Regions from separate parts of the Pan troglodytes genome. Here region 1 is linked to region 2. Evidence: chromatin contacts called from public HiChIP or PLAC-seq data. All regions are on one chromosome and are shown on one strand. Each heading gives the region's core, a stretch centred on a gene start, on an enhancer-like site or on the middle of the called end of the contact. The rest is flanking DNA. Distances are from core to core; before and after follow the strand shown. Region 1 holds the start of KITLG (KIT ligand). Region 2 holds the start of TMTC3 (transmembrane O-mannosyltransferase targeting cadherins 3).

Region 1 (2,700 bases), core at 104-2,603, 440 kb after region 2:
AACGAAGAACCAGGTATTTTCTTCAAGGGAAAAAAAAATCTAATTGTCCCCCCAGGCAGCGCTTTACCCACAGTGCTTTATGTATAATGCAGAATTTAGCAGCACTGGGAATTATCTCAATCACTATCATTCAGAGGTGCCTATTTTATAAAAAGCCTTTATCCCTTTTGAAATGGAAAAAGGTGCATGCATCGTGGAGGTACCAGAGCTCTTTAGAGCCCACACAGAGCCGCAAACTAGGCAGACACCGCCGAGAGCCAAGTTTCCCGGGCAGGCGGGCAGGTTCCCGCCCCGCCGAGAGCTGCCGCTTAGGAGCTCCGCGTTGGCTTCGCTCCCGCGGCTGCACCCGCGTTCGCGCCGCTCCTGGTGCCCGGCGCCCACCTCGGGGCTACACAAATAAATCTGAGTGGGAAAGCTAGTGAGGGTGGCGCGTGGGGTGCTGTTTCATAATCTCCCGGAATCCACGGGAAAACCGTCTCCTATGCAAAGACATGCCTTCCCGTGATAACTTAACATTCCATGGCCCAAAAGCCAATCTTTCCACCAGACGGGAATTACGGTTTCCGACTGACAGCTCAAAACTTAACTGCTGAGGCTCCAAACTTGACACCGGCTCCCTCTCAGCACTCCCACTCCTTTTCTCCCTGGCTCACCCGGCTCGGCTCGGGATCACACACCACGCCGGCCTCCCCCGCATCCTCTTGGCTCACCCGGCAGGCACAGCCCTGCACTCCCCAGCTGCAAGTCCCAGGGAGCGCCGGCTTCCCCGGGGCACCGGGCGCGATTTTTCTTGGAGAGCCTGGGAGCTCCCGGGCGCGCCCTACTCACTTGTGTCTTCTTCATAAGGAAAGGCAGCGCTGCGATCCAGCACAAACAGTGGTGTGGCGACTCCGTTTAGCTGTTCTGGAGCTCCAGCATATTGCACGAACAGCGGCGGCAGATAGTCCACGCATTGGGTAGCCCGAGCGCAGCGCCCTCTCCACTGTCCCTGCTTCCCGCAGCGCTTCTAGTCTCGGCGCGAGGCGGCGAGCGAAGCCCGGCTGCTGAGCCGCCGGCGCTTTTATACAGTTCCCGCCCGCCTGCTCCGGACACGCCTCCTTCCCTTCCGGAGCCCGGGGTAGGCGAGAAGCAGGCAAGGGCGCGGAGGTTGTCCGCTCGCCTGGGGGCCCCGGACCTGCACTGGCGGGAGACCGCGAAGGCGCGGGGACGCAGAGGGCGAAGCTTGGTACCCTGCAGCTACTGCTCGCGAGGAGTCCCAGCTTACCCTCCCGGATCCACTGGGGCTCACCTGGCACCCCCGGGGACAGACGAAATACCTCGCGCGCCAGAGAGGGCTCGGAGCTCCCTCTGTTATACAAAGTCGGAGAGGGAGAGGAGTCCGGGAGGTTCGGAGCAAAGAATTCACCCTGCCTGCCTTAGAGAAATAAAGTTTAATTGCGATCTGTAGTTAGGCCATTGTCCTATCACCTCTATTTTTTTAAAAAAAACAATTACTTTAGTGAATGAATATTTAATAATTACAAGAATTGTTGACTCAAGCTTAAGTATTGCAAGGGGAGACGCTTCATTTGGAATGGTTTGTTACTGTGTCTTTAGAAATTAAGATTGAAAGAGAAGCGATAGATTATTAAACTACAGGTCGCCAACACAGCAAGGCTTTGAAAGTTGTACTTTTTTGAACGGAAAGATAATGCAACCACAATAATAATAGCTAACATCATTATGTGATGCACTTATTCATGTGCCAGGTGCCAGACTAAGAACTTCGCATAGATTATCTCATTAAATTCTTTCATCAAATCTATTAGTGTAGATCTTATTATTTTATTCCCATTTTATGGACGATGAAATACAAGGTTAATTTTCTTGACCAACCATATCTAGTAAATGGCAGAGCTCTAATTTAAACCTGGAGCTCCAGCTGTACAGTCTTAAAAAATACTTCAAATATTTTATTGATTCTCCAGAATGTGTCTGTTTTTGTTTGTATAACTGGAGAACATTCCAAAGCATTTCATTAATTTTTTAAAAGAAAATATTAGCTGAACATTAACATCAGTGATCTTTAAAAGAAAGAATAATGTATGAGTTTAGGAATTAGTTATTTTAATAATAGAGTAGGATTCCAAATTTGCTTTAATTAGTTCCGGTGCGTTTGTTAAACATGAATATGCCAAACCTGTAATCAGGGCGAAGCTTGTTTATTTCACTCCAGATGTGCTGACTTCTGTGATTTCCCCAAATGTGGGAAACTCGACTGCATAATTTAGTGGGGGACTGCGTTCTCACTTTCTCATGTTAGAAAAAATATGTATAGACAGCACATCAATCATGATTCCAAGTTGATAGTTGCTTAGAAAGATTTTTATACATTAGGTACTCTTAGTACAAATATATCGAACATCAAATATCAAAATGAGCTTAATTTGGATACTGGAGGCATAGCAAATGATTGTTTTTTTTTTTCTTCAAGATTTATTTTTATTTTTTATTTTTTAGATGGAATCTCGCTCTGTCTCCCAGGCTGAAGTGCAATGACGCAATCTCGGCTCAATGCAGCCTCCGCCTCCCAGGTTTAAGCGATTATCCCGCCTCAGTCTCACAAGTAGCTGGGATTACAGGTGCCCACCACCACGCCCAGGTATTTTTGTTGTTGTTGTTGTTGTTTTAGTAGAGACGGGGTTTCACCATTTTGGCCAG
Region 2 (2,700 bases), core at 91-2,590:
AAACCTACTACATACAAACCTTCATTAGTGACTGAGTAATTCTGAAAAGGTGTATCACATTTTCTTGCTTTTCACTTTTTAGCTCATTTACTTCCACCTAAGTAAACAGAAAAGCAACTGTTTTATATTTTATAACCTTCAAGCAAAATATAAGAACTCTTCCAGATTGTGACAATTATAGTTGTCCCTGAAAAAAATAAATTCATATTTTATTAATAAATTAATCATAAGTTAATGTATATATCTATTATTATTGACCAATTAAGCACCTTGGATAAGGAAATCAATAAATTATCTGCCAGTTCTTCTTGACGGGGCAGGTCATCTGGGTCAACTTTCATTATTTCTTTCCAGTTTATATTAGGTGGCATCTTGAATTCTTTCACTGTGCTCCACCTCTGTAACAAAACAGGTGGATATTAGCATTTTCAAGGTACACAGTATTATTGGTTTTCTAGCACCTTACTTTTTTGCAGATTATTTCATTATAACTTTCTGATGTTAGCAAAACAGACAATTGGGCCACAAAACAGACAAGTGGGCAAAATAGCCTTGATCAAAAATAGCAGTCGGCACAAACTGTCAGAGTGTACCGGCTAAATAAAATGTGACGGCTTCCTTGCTAACACTAATCTAAGTTAATACTTAAGATTTCTGGATCCCTTCCTCCACACCCCTACCCACAATGCGCGCGAACACCCTAATCCTGGCAAGCGCGAGGGTCTGTGGAAGGCCGACAATCATCCCTGATTTGGAGAAACAGAATTGGGGCTGAAAAAAAACGCAGAAATTAACAACTGGAATGAGTGAAGTTGTGCGGCGGAAACTGGAACCGAAGCAAGGCAGTATTACCGACCCGAGGCTGGAAGGGGCGGGGTAGCTACGCTGTGGCACACGGGCCCTCAGGCTAAAGAACCTGAGCGTGGAGTGACTCGCTAATCCTGCTTACAAGGATCCACCCACCTAGACCAAGCCTGGCAACCAGCGGAGGTCTCTCACTACCGCAACCACCAAGCTGGACCCCGCCGTGGGCCCTGACAGATCCCTATCGCGGTTCCACGCGGACTCTGGGTCCAGCCAAATGTCCCGAGCAAGCCAAAGCGGCAGCGGCTGCTAGGCGACACCATCCCCAACTCCGCCAAGGCCAGAATAAGATCCCGGATGCAAGGAGAGCCTACAGTTCACGACCGTGGGTGATGCTTTACGTTTAGATTCTCCGCCGGAGTCCCAGAGCTCGGTGTTCAGGATGATGAGAAGGCGTGGAACGAGGACTTCAAATCCCAGAGTGCAGTTCTGCCTGAGGCTTCTGCATGCTGGGAACTGAAGTCCCTGAGAAAAGAAGGTAAGGCGCTCCCGGCATGCAACGCGTAAGACTGCGACGGTACTGGGGCGGCGGGGAAGGACCGAGAGGCGGGAGGCGCAGCGGCTCAGGCGCCTACGAACTGGTGGCCTGAACGAGGTAGACCATGACTGTGGTTTCAGTGGCGTCACTCGCTGGGCCGCTCTTCCTGAGGTTTTCCTAAGCCATCCCCTGGAGGAACCGCTCCCAGGTGAGGTCGAGCTGTCGGTCAGCATATTGGGAGGAGTTGAGGGGAGCAGTCCTGGGTTAGAGAAGCTTCTGCTATTGGGGCCGTAGGGCCTGGTCCCATTCTGAAGAAGTGGGAACACCCTGCCTTCTCTTCAGGCGTTTGCAAGCGGCGTCCAGGGTAGTGCCTTCAGTAAGAAGGAGAAAACAAAAAGTTTTAGCCTTGTTTAGTATCAGAATCTGTCTTGGTAGTTAGAGTGAGAGCCGCGCAGCCGTGATCCTCGTTTGGGGGCGAGCGAAGAATTGACAAGAGGTCTCGGCATCCCGACCCCGCCCGCCTTACCTGTAGCACCATTCCCTTCGCGGATCGTGGGGCTTGATGGTTGTGGAGCTAGTATAAAGTCAAGGCTCTAGAGAGGAGAGGTTAGTACTTGTCCGGGCCACTGCCGGGGGTGGAGAGAGAAGGGACCCGAGGACTCACCTGTACTATTGTTGCCACTTGCTTGGTTACCTAGGGTGCCCTTCCATGAAAGCGCCTTCTCTGGTGTTTACCACTCTTACTCGTGCAAGTTTTGCTCATCCTGCTCATCTGCTCACAATCATGCTGGAGTATGATACATCTCTACGTAACTTTCCTAAGAAGCTGTAGACTTAAATCTAAATGACATTTCCAACTATCTGGACCAGTGCTTTGTCTTTTTTTTTTTTTTAAACGCTGCTTTAAAAAAAAAATTACTGTACTTGACAGTAAATTTTCCTTTCGAAAATAAGTAATGAGTTTCTTTTTAAACCCCCAATTTGGGTAAAATAAGTAGCTCAGTACAAAATAAAAAGATACTGATTTTGTGAGATGAATTTTAAAGACATTAGTTAGATTTATAGGAATGACAATTTTACTACTTTTCTGAAAGATTATATGCCAAATACTATTCATTATCTTGTTTATTCTTCCTTACAATCCAGTGAAATAGGTGCTTACATTGTCCTCATTTTCCATCTGAGTTAAGAAACTGAGGCTTGGAGAAGCTAAGTACTTTAACTTAAATAGTGTGATTGAACACAGATCTCTCTGGCTGGAGGACATATTCTTAACTTCTATACACCTCCTCAGACATTCTGGGAAACCAATATTTGTGAAGTGCTTGTTCCTCAATCTTGCTATTTTTATTAAATGT

The links. HiChIP or PLAC-seq counts read pairs in DNA pulled down with a chosen protein or histone mark.
Region 1: a contact with region 2 is called in an H3K4me3 HiChIP or PLAC-seq map of stem cell-derived excitatory neurons, with 6 times the contacts expected there. The contact joins the promoter of KITLG here to the promoter of TMTC3 in region 2. A contact is called at or near these places in 2 of 7 Hi-C or Micro-C datasets (blood and stem cell-derived neural progenitor cells) and 1 of 1 datasets of contacts at active chromatin or transcription factors (stem cell-derived excitatory neurons).

The regions. Positions count from the first base shown.
Region 1 is chr10:95,412,685-95,415,384 of NHGRI_mPanTro3-v2.0_pri, forward strand. It overlaps KITLG (KIT ligand), which reads right to left and starts at 1,354. Exons shown (of 9, transcript XM_003313839.7): 1 at 829-1,354. The coding sequence starts at 843.
Region 2 is chr10:94,969,598-94,972,297 of NHGRI_mPanTro3-v2.0_pri, forward strand. TMTC3 (transmembrane O-mannosyltransferase targeting cadherins 3) reads left to right here and starts at 1,341. Exons shown (of 15, transcript XM_063785961.1): 1 at 1,341-1,550. CEP290 (centrosomal protein 290) reads right to left here and starts at 1,266. Exons shown (of 54, transcript XM_063785958.1): 1 at 964-1,266; 2 at 270-398; 3 at 20-97. The coding sequence starts at 371.